Regions from separate parts of the Ovis aries genome. Here region 2 is linked to region 1. A link is a contact called in public Hi-C data. All regions are on one chromosome and are shown on one strand. Each heading gives the region's core, a stretch centred on a gene start, on an enhancer-like site or on the middle of the called end of the contact. The rest is flanking DNA. Distances are from core to core; before and after follow the strand shown. Region 1 holds the start of CHD9 (chromodomain helicase DNA binding protein 9). Region 2 overlaps CHD9 (chromodomain helicase DNA binding protein 9).

Region 1 (5,204 bases), core at 2,554-5,053:
CAGCCTGGCACTCTATAATCCATGGGGTTGCAAAGAGTTGGACATGACTGAGCGACTAATAGGGTTAGAAGCATCAGATTCAGGAATTTCCCTGGTGGTCCAGTGGCCAAGACTCCTCAGGCGCTCCAGGTTCATTCCTGGTCGAGGAACTAGATCTCACATGGTGAAACTAAGAGTTCACATGTCACAGCTAAAGATCCGCAGGCCGCTACGAAGATTGATCTTTCATGCCACAACTCTGACTTGAGGCAGCCAAATAAACAAATAAAAAGAAGCATCCCGATTCAGCATGAGAGGGACGTGAGACTGAAAACAAGCTCTGCAGTACACATGCTACGTGTACAGCAAGTGGCTTAACCTCTCTGACTCTCAGTCTCCTGGGCTTTTGGAAAGAGTCAATAACACAGAATATGTGTCCTCCTGCTAATGCCTCTCATATCTGGCAGGGTTTGCATGTGCAGTCCGTGACCAGAACGTGACCAACCTTACTTCTGCCATAAACATACTAGGACCCCCAAAGTCAAGTTGCCATTCAGTGCAAGGGCCAGCCTCACAAGATCAAGTGCCCTTCCTGGGATGGGTACCAGCCCCTTTCCTGCTGGTGTCTGGCATCCTCACCTCCTTCCTTCTCTACCCCTGCTTCTGCCAGGGTCCCGACTTCCTGCCCATGCCCCCAGTGCCCCTGTTTCTAGCTCCACCCACCTCGAGGGACAGAGGATTCTCACCCTCTTTTGGTGAGTGAGGCTCTCCGCCCAGCTTGAGGGATCTTAATTCCCTGCCCAGGGATTGAACCCTCAGTGAAAGTCCTGCATCTGAACCACTAGACTGCCAGGGGCTTCCCCTCACCTTCTATAATGGAGCATCATTGTAGAAGACAGATAAGCTCTTACCTACTAAAAAAATAGGTTACATCTCCCAGCATGACTTTATTAAAAAACAAAATGCAGCAAAGAAAATTCTCCCTTTGAAGGAAAGAATGGACAGAACAGGAGCACAGAGGGATGCAGATGAGAGGCCCTTGTCCATCCTGCCTCATATCTAAGATACGGTGTCCAGTGCGGTTGTCCAGGTGCTCAGTCAACAGTAGCGAAGTGCTCAAAGGCAAAGGCTGTGCAGGCAGGCAATACAAATTCAGGTCTTGGCCACACCGCTTGCTAACTCTCCTACCCAACAGCAATTACTTAAGCGTTATGGGCCTCAGTTTCTTCCTCAATAAAATGGGTGAAATAATAGTGATTGCTTCATAGGATTATTATTATTATTAAACCAGTCAATCTAAAATTCTGAGTGCCGGGACTTTCCTGGGGGTCCAGTGGTTAAGAATCTGCCTTGCAGTGCAGGGCACACAGGTTCGCTCCCTGGTTGGGGAACTAAGATCCTGCATGCCATGGAGCAACTAAGCCTGTGTGCTGCAACCACTGAGCAACTAAACTCGAACACCAGAACTACGGAGCCCGCAGGCCCTGGAGCCCAATCAGCACAGCTAGAGAGGAAAGATCCCGCATGATGCGACGAAGATCCCGTATGCTGCAACTAAGACCAACGCAGCCAAAATAAATGTTTAAAAATAATTTTTAAAAATTCTTAGTGCTGGGAATTCCTTGGTGGTCCACTGGTTAGGACTCCATGCTTTCACCACGAAGGGCCTGGGTTCAGTCCCTGGTTGGGGAACTACAATCCCACAAGCTGCACAGCCAAATAAAATTCTTAGTGCCTAATATGTTACAACACTTCCCAGGTGACTCAGACAGTAAAGCATCTGCCTACAGTGCAGGAGACCTGGCTTCGATCCCTGGGTCAGGAAGATCCCCTGAAGAAGGAAATGGCAACCTATTCCAGTACTCTTACCTGGAAAATCCCGTGGACGAAGGAGACTGATAACCAACAGTCCATGGGGTCGGAAAGAGTCGGACATGATTGAGTGACTTCACTTTAATATGTTACAAATTATTTTTATTATTATTGACACTACTTCTACCTATCAAACATGGCTCAGGCCCTCAAGGAGATCATTTATGGAGAACCTGTGGATAAAAACAGACCAGTTGACAACCACAGTCCCCAAAACTCTGTAATTAGTGGAATGAACAGAATACTAGAAGAACCCAGAGGAGACATTCTTTAGGAAACCTTTAACCTCATCAGGTGATGCCTGGCATCAGAATCGCAGAGGTTATGCTCTAAAGCTAGGTCCTTGCCTGGGCAAGCTTTGGGGCCCAGGAGGGTGGTGTGTGGGGCGGAGAAGGGAGCTCCTGCAAGGCATGACAGTGACTCAGAGACACTTTAAAGTGACAGAATAGGAAGGTGCCTGTCAGCACTTCTCTGACAGATTCACCTTGACCAGGGCACGAACTGGCCCGGGGTAGGCTGGGGTGGCCCCTACGACAGACACACACACACACCCTCGTCACTCCAGGTGCTGCCCACAGACAATACCCCCTCCCCCTCCTGTCCTGGATGGCCACTTTGACCAGATGACACCAGGACAGAGAGACCAAAGGCAGAGGCAGGTGGGGGTGGGGGAATGACCCAGGTCTCACTGTCACTAACTGTCTCTAATATTTCCACTTTGGTCAACTTCCCTCCAACTATCACCCCAGAGATAAACTGCCTTAAAAGAAGACTTGCCAAACTTGCCTCCATCACCAGGGCATTCTCCACCTTTGGTGTCCTACCAATTGCTACATTAAAAAATAAATAAACCCTGTACTTATCCGGCCAAGAGCTTAGTTGCATGGTATTGCATCTGCGTGTGTGCTGAAAGTTAATTTGTTACATAAAGGTGAATTCAATAAGGGCAGAGATTTCAAGGTGTTTTGTCCTTCCTAGTATCTTCTATGGCGCATAGTAAGTGCTCAGTTAACATGGGTTGGAGGGAAAAAAATAAATGAAATGTAAACACTTTCAATAATTCACCATTTTCCTGATTTTAATAAGGAGCTAACAGGGTCTCAGCCTAGGGCTGTGCTCCCCCAACCCAGGAGACAATTGGAAATATGAAGGGGTGGTTTTGGTTGTCACAATGACTTCAGGGTGGCTACTGGCATTTAGCGCCAAAGAATCAGAGATGTAAATGTCCCGCAGTGCCAGGATGGCTCCAACCAAAGGAATGTCAATGTCAAAGGCGCCCGGGTCAGAAATAGAACCTGCATGGCCAACTTCTTAGGAGCCTGTGTCTCTGGACTCTATACACAGGGTGTGATACAGACTGGATGTTTAATAACAGCGAAAGAGACTGGAGGGAACAGGGAAAGAAAGGTAACTGCTAGGGGGTGGGAGGATAGGAAATGGGGGGTGGCGTGCGGTGGGGTGGGGGTTGGAGGCGGGGCTAAAAGAACGAATCGCTTGTAGGGCAAAGGCCTCCCTGGGTTTGAGAGAGGCCCAGTCCCCTGCATCTTCTGATGCTCGCAATATATTTAAAAGAGTCGGCTCTGCCAAATCGGGGTGTACTGAAAGCTTCTGGATGAAAGGCAAGATCCCTGAGTCCGGCCAGGAAAATCCCAGAATGGATCTCAGGCCAGCAGCCAGGGCCTGGCTGCCCCTCCGTGCCCCCAAGAGAAAGTTCAGCAAGTTCAGGTTCCAGTGCCCTCTAGGGAGTGAAGGTGATCCCACCCAGCCGGGATTTGCGCCCAGGGTGCGCAGCGTGCTGGGAAACCGCCCACGTGGGCAGCCGGGGCAGCATTTCCGCCCGGGACCAACCGCTCTCCCACCTCCCCGCCCGGTCCCCGCGCCTCCGCCCCGCGCCCACTAGGTGGCGCCTGCGCTCTAGTGGGCGCCTCTCGGGCGCAGACGAAAGCGACGGCGGAGCCCCGGCGACAGATCGAACCGGAGTCGCAGGATTCCGGGGACCGGAGGACAGCGCCGGCAGCCAAGGTAGGAATTCCCGAGCCCCGGGCGTTTCCTGCGAACCTCTGTGGTCGGGGTGGGCCCGCGGCGGCCGCCGAGGTCGGCTGGCGGTCTCGGTAGATAACCAGACAGGTCGGAGCGGCCGCACGTGTCGTTGCCTGCGGGGACCCGGAGACCCGCCGTCTCCAAGCTGGGCCTCGGGGCACAGCTGGACGCCAGATCGCTCGCACGCAAACATCCTTCACTGGCTGGTTCCTCTGGAGAGCCGAGCCTGCCCGAATCCCCCAGCAGCCAGTCCTAGGCTGAGAAAAGAGTTACTGCTCCCCAAATCGACTTCACCGTTGCAGCCGAAGGCTGATCCAAAAGCACCATTTCTCCAACTTGCCTGCACGCTGGAATCGCTTGGGGGAGCATGAAAAAACTGCCGATGCCCCGTAGCCCTCCACCCAACCCCGCTCTGAGGCTCAGATGGAAGTAGTCTGCGTTGGGGCCTGGACCTCTGGATATTTCAGAGCTTCCCAGGCGATTCCAACTAGCAGCCAAGGGTGAGGACCCTTGACCCAAAGGGTTGGAGGAAAAGGAAGACGGTTGTTGCAGCCCACAATGCTGATTCTCCTCCTCCTCCTTCTTCAGGGAGTCTTTTAAGCAGGAAATATCTCTGCCTTTGAGCTGTCAAAGCCAAGATAACAAACCAACATCCTCCCTCCCAACAGGGCTGGTACTGAAAGGGTTGAACTCGAAAGTGGGCAGGGAACAGAAAGATACAGATGTAGAATATGAGGGAAGACTCTTGGGGAAAACGGAGCTTGTCCTTACCCTGATCCCATAGAAGTTCAAGGGGCCTCCTGGAGCAGCCCTCATCATTTTAGTAAATGCTATGTTTACAGTGAGCCTAGGCTTAGAGTTCCCAGAGCCAGCCCTCCCTGGGCTGTGTGGCCCTCAAAAACTCATAGAATCACCCTTAGCCTCAGTTTCTTCGTCTGCAAAATGGGTATGATTGTATAAAACTCTTAGATTTGCCATGGAATCTATTGACCACAGGAGGTAATGTTTCCTAAGTGCTCATCTGTGCCTGGCATGATGCTAAATACTTCCTGTATGTGGGCCACAGCTACTCCTCACCGTGACCTACAAGGCATTAACTATACTAACTACCCCGTTTGATAGCCAAGGAAGCTGGGGCTCTGAGAGGCCAAGGAACGTGCTCAGAGTTAAATAATTAATTAGAAGCAGATCCTGTGTTTGAACCCAGGCAGTATGATTCTAGAGCCCATGGCAAAAGTACAATGTGTTGCTGTTTCCCTTTTTGATGGAGGGAACATAGAAAAAGCACATTACACAGGGCAGCTCATGGTGCC
Region 2 (5,273 bases), core at 295-2,794, 190 kb after region 1:
GTTGCCATTTCCTTCTCCAGGGGATCTTCCCGACCCAGGGATCGAACCCAGGTCTCCCACATTGCAGGCAGACGCTTTAACCTCTGCACCACCAGAGTAGTTGGATTTTGTTGTTGTTTTGGCACAGCCCCACGATTTGCAGGATCTTAGTTCCCCAACCAGGGATTGAACCCAGGCCCCCTGCAGTGGAAGCACAGAGTTCTAACCACTACTGGACTGCCAGGGAATTCCCATTTTTGCATCTTTTGCCTCTCTACAGTTGTACCTTGATACAGAAACCAGAGTGATCTTTGTAAAGCAAAAATCAGGCCAAGGTACTCCTCTTCTTAGAACCTTTTCATTTCTCTTAGAATAAAGACCTATCCTTTAGTGACCTACATAAGCCTGGGCCTTCTACCTCCACTCTGTCCTTCATCCATAATGTTCCTCCAGCATGTTAGGCTCATTCTGTGCTGTTTCCCAGTACAATACTCTTTCCCCTCATTTTCCACAGAAGTGCCTGCTCCCATCATGCAGGTCTCAGTGTAGGTTTCACCTCTGCAGATGGGCCTTCCCTGCCCGCTCTAACTTAACCTTATTTTGTCTCATTCATGATGCCTACTAGTATTAAAAATTGTATTTATTTTTAAATCGTATTTCTCCTGTCAGTACAGTTTAAGCTGACTGAAGGTGACATCTGCTATCTGTCTTATTGGTGATCATATTCCTAGCCCCAAGAACCTGGGAAATAGTAACAATCAGTGAATATAATTTGTTATTGGTTGATTGGCTCCTCTTTTTCTTTGATCTGATTGAATTCAACCCCCTTGTGATTTCCTAGGAACTGTGATCTTTGAATTAATCTCTTTCATCATTCTCTCCTTCACTGGTTTCTCATTTTGGGTTTTATTTGGATTTTAACGTATTCTTATCTCTGTCAACATACTACCTCATTCCTTCCAGGCCTTTGCATTCTTGGGGAAACATTCTCTTTCCCATTTTCCTCCCTTCTTCCTCTCTTACTCCTCAGGCAACATCAAATCAGCCTCCCTGTTTTCTCAACTGGGTGCCTTGTCACAGCACTCATCACAGGTATTGAAGAGGTTTTGCAGATACTTCTTCAAAAGGGCAGGAATCTGTCTATCTTATTATTGCCATTGTTAGCACCTAGTGAATACTGTTTAAATCTATTTTGAATGGATGATCTGGCCAGGGGAAGTCAGAGGCTTTATGCAAGAGATTGCAGACATTAACAACAGGAGTATATGCACCTTATTGTATTCTTTTCCCCAGCAGTTAATAACACTTAACATGCACATGGTACATTTAAACCATGAGGTATATTACTGAGTGCCCTTTACTAGTCGCTCCGTCGTGTCTGACTCTGTGACCCCACGGACTGTAGCCCACCAGGCTTCTCTGCCCATGGAATTCTCCAGGCGAGAATACTGGAGTGGATTACCATTCCCTTCTCCAGAGGAACTTCCCACCCTAGAACCCTGGTCTCCTGTATCGCAGGCAGATTCTTTACCGTTTGAGCTTCAGGGAAGTCTGTAAAGTGAAAGTAACTCAGTCCTGTCCGACTCTTCAGAACTGCATGGACTGTACAGTCCATGGAGTTCTCCAGGCCAGAAAACTGGAGTGGGTAGGTTTTTCCCTTCTCCAGCAGATCTTCCTAACCCAGGAATTGAACTGGAGTCTCCTGCATTGCAGGCAGATTCTTTACCAACTGAGCTATCAGGGAAGCCTCCTTTACTCTTTAAAACAAGGAAAAAACCTTCCACCTCAGATGTCACAGTGTTTTGAGCTTAGAGTGCCACCTGCTGGTTTGTATAGGGAAATACAGTATCTGACCCACTTGATAATTCCTCTTTGGGTATCCTGTCTCCAGTGTTCTTTCCTCTTTTTCCTTTATCATTCTGTGCTTCTGCTTTGATTAATCCTGACCAGGAGTGAAATAAAAACTAAATCTCTTCTTTAACTGTATTTTTTCTCATCTGTTTTTCAGCTTTTGCCATATCATAGGAAAACCTCTCTTCCTTTTTCTGCACTAAACTAAAAAATACTGTGATTGTGACACTTCTGTTTTTAAGCAAAATAAGATATAATGAGATGTGCATTTTAGAATGCTGAAAAATGTCTTTCAGTCTCCTGGCAAAACATGAAAAATAAAAAGTGATTTCCTTATGTTTTATTTACTTATTGAATTTATAACTCTTTCTTTTTCATTGTCAGTGTCTTTTATTTCAACTATATTAGTGCTTAAGTATTAGGTTCTTGTGAACCAGACCAGAAACACTGATTACTTATTTTATATCTGTATGAAAGTTTATTTTGAGTTCCCAAAGATAACCAACTTATAGATGAACTTTTGTCACACAACTTAGGAAACTCTTCATATCTTACATCCCTAGTCCTTTGTTAATTTATAAAATTTATGATGCTAAGATGAAGAGATGAAATGCAACTAAATTTGTGTTTTTTATGTGTTGTATCTTTAAATCATATCTGTGATTCTTTGAAAACTGATAATTCATTAATTTCATAGAGAAATTCTCAAGTAGAATTTTGATTCCCTGGGGTATTATGCTGTGCTTAATCACTCAGTCGTGTCCGACTCTTTGCAACCCACTGGAGTATAGCCTACTAGGCTCTTCTGTTCATGGGGATTCTCCAGGCAAAAATACTGGAGTGGGTTGCCATGCCCTCCTCCAGGGAATCTTCCTGGCCCATGGATTGAACTCAGGTCTCCTGTATTGCAGGTGGATTCTTCACCCTTTGAGCCACTAGGGAAGCCCAAGAATACTGGAGTGGGTAGCCTATCCCTTCTCCAGGAGACCTTCCCAACCGGGGAATCAAACTGGGGTCTCCTGCATTGCAAGAAGATTCTTGCCAGCTGAGCTACTAGGCAAGCCCTATTCAATCTCTGCCCCTTTGGCTGTTGAATGCAATATAAGAATGACATATATTTATATAAAAATTAATTATATTTGCTAATCCTTATCAAACATTATTAACTCTATGCTAGGCTGAAGGAGACAGTGGCTTGAATCTCTGTGGTAAAGAAGTGAACATTTCAGTCGTTTTATGCATGGCATCTTTCCCTTTTTAGAGGTATATATTACTTTAGAGGTGTGTTACTCACAGAATGTTTCTGGGAAAATGATAATTTCAAGTGATGAAAGAAAAGAAAGTTATATTTATAAAATTATAAGTGCTGTAGTTGCTTTACATTAATGAAAACCACCAAATTACCAGAGCATCATGGCTTTATCATTGTGTTCTTATTAACTTATCATACTATCATTTTGTGGCATGGTATTATAAATAGCATAAAAATAGCACTTTGAGTGGTTTCATCAAATTATTAATCAAAAACTTGCATTTTTCTCTAGTTATAAGCAGTGCTTCATTTTTCAGTGTGACTTCCTAGCAATTGTTGCTGTTGCCGTTCAGTCACTCAGCTGTGTCCAGCTCTTTGCGACCCCATGGACTGCAGCACGCCAGGCTTCCCTGTCCTTCCCTGTCCTTCCATCTCCCAGAGCTTGCTCAAACTCATGTCCATTGAGTCAGTGATGCCATCCAACCATCTCGTCCTCTGTCGTCCCCTTCTCCTCCTGCCTTCAATCTTTCCTGACGTCAGGATCTTTTCTCATGAGTGGGCTCTTCGCATCAGGGGGCCAAAATATTGGAGCTTCAGCTTCAGCATCAGTCCTTCCAGTGAATATTCAGGATTGATTTCCTATTCCTAGCAATAGCAGTCTAAGAAAGACATAACTTGTTTTACAGTGTAGAGCAATTAGATTTGCTTTTTTAGGGGCTCAGTCTCCTCATATACAAAATAAAATATTTGAACCAGATGATTTTGGCCACATTGTTTGCTGACATAATCAGATAGAACCTTTTGTCTGTATCTGAAGGAAATCAGTGGAAAGAATATTATTCCTTAAGGATAAAGTAAACCTTTTGAAACTTACTTCTTCAGTTGTGCTTAAGAGTATTAATTCATTTTATGATATCTTTGTAGTTGTTGTGCAGTTTTATAATTTTAATTATAAATTATATATATAATTTTAATTGGTGATAATTGTGGGAAATAATAAAGTTATATTCTCTTTTTGTTAAAAACCACAATGCTTTTTAGAAGCTGTATAAAATTTTGCCTCCTTTTAGACTTGTTTATAGTAACTCATAAAGTCATATCATGCTTTTTTTTAAGTGACATTGATGTTTGGGTCCCAGAACCAGACCACTCAGAAGTTCCAGCTGAGTGGTGGGATTTTGATGCTGATAAGTCACTCCTTATTGGAGTTTTTAAACATGGTAAGTGAGAAGTAAGATAGGTAGTCTTCATCTCTGTGTACTGTTAAGTCAGCTATGTCTTAATTTATTGATTTCCACTTACAGCTTTATTTCAGTAATACCCATTGAACACACTATATAAAACATGCACTCTCAAACTGTGCATCTGTCACTACATTTTGTTATGAGTGGGTGGCGTATATAAACTGCTTCTCCCAGACATGTCTCATGTAACATTCCCTCTCAGGAAGAGTTTTTATGTGAGATTTGTTGCATATGATCAGTTTTTCCTCTTTTTCAGTTTAACTGATAAATTTAATCTAGATTCCTAAGTATACTTACTGTCAGACCATGTAATGTTTGTGATAATTTCTAGAAAACGTTTAACCTGTATCATTTTAACATATGGTCCCTTTAGTCCAGGAACATCACCCATCATAAATATGAGAAATACTTGCATGTTTTTCTTCTTTTTATCCTTTTTACTTACAAAATTGGTGGTCCCTCTAGGTTATGAAAAGTATAACACTATCCGAGCAGACCCAGCATTGTGCTTCTTGGAAAGAGTCGGAAAACCTGATGAGAAAGCAGTTGCTGCAGAACAGAGGGCAAATGATTATATGGATGGGTACGTGCATTTCAGAAGCATGAGTTCTCCGTATATCTCTGTCAACATCAGCATGTTCTATGTCAGTGATGTTTCTCTTTAAATAAAGTAGTAGTAAGAGATTCTGGAGTTTACAATCCAAGCGGGCTAATGATAGTCTAATAAATCAGCACTTGTCAAACAGAGTGTGAGTGAAGACAGAGACTGGACCTTCCCCACACCCATTCATTTGATGAGTTCTTCACTTGTCCATTCTTAGTAGTCACAGCAATTAAGACCATAAAATTTTGAAGGTATGAGAGGGAATAAGAAGGCTAAGCATACACAATTGAAGAGAAATATGATGTTCATTATACCTGTTTCTTTTCTCACCAAAAGTGAAAAG

The links. Hi-C and Micro-C count contacts between places; a contact is called where the count stands out from the background.
Region 2: a Hi-C map of hypothalamus shows a contact between it and region 1, with 8 times the contacts expected there. The contact joins the enhancer-like site here to the promoter of CHD9 in region 1. A contact is called at or near these places in 11 of 16 Hi-C or Micro-C datasets (blood, hypothalamus, liver and 5 more).

The regions. Positions count from the first base shown.
Region 1 is chr14:21,047,215-21,052,418 of ARS-UI_Ramb_v3.0, forward strand. CHD9 (chromodomain helicase DNA binding protein 9) reads left to right here and starts at 3,804. Exons shown (of 39, transcript XM_060398335.1): 1 at 3,804-3,873.
Region 2 is chr14:21,240,012-21,245,284 of ARS-UI_Ramb_v3.0, forward strand. It overlaps CHD9 (chromodomain helicase DNA binding protein 9), which reads left to right. Exons shown (of 39, transcript XM_060398335.1): 25 at 4,199-4,302; 26 at 4,792-4,909. Among named protein-coding and RNA genes, the nearest start is that of RBL2, 50 kb to the right of the region's middle. Within about 2 kb of position 1,545, at least 10 of the 54 cell types and tissues checked have an H3K27ac peak or open chromatin away from gene starts, as enhancers often do. A contact at or near this core is called in hypothalamus, where this site is marked.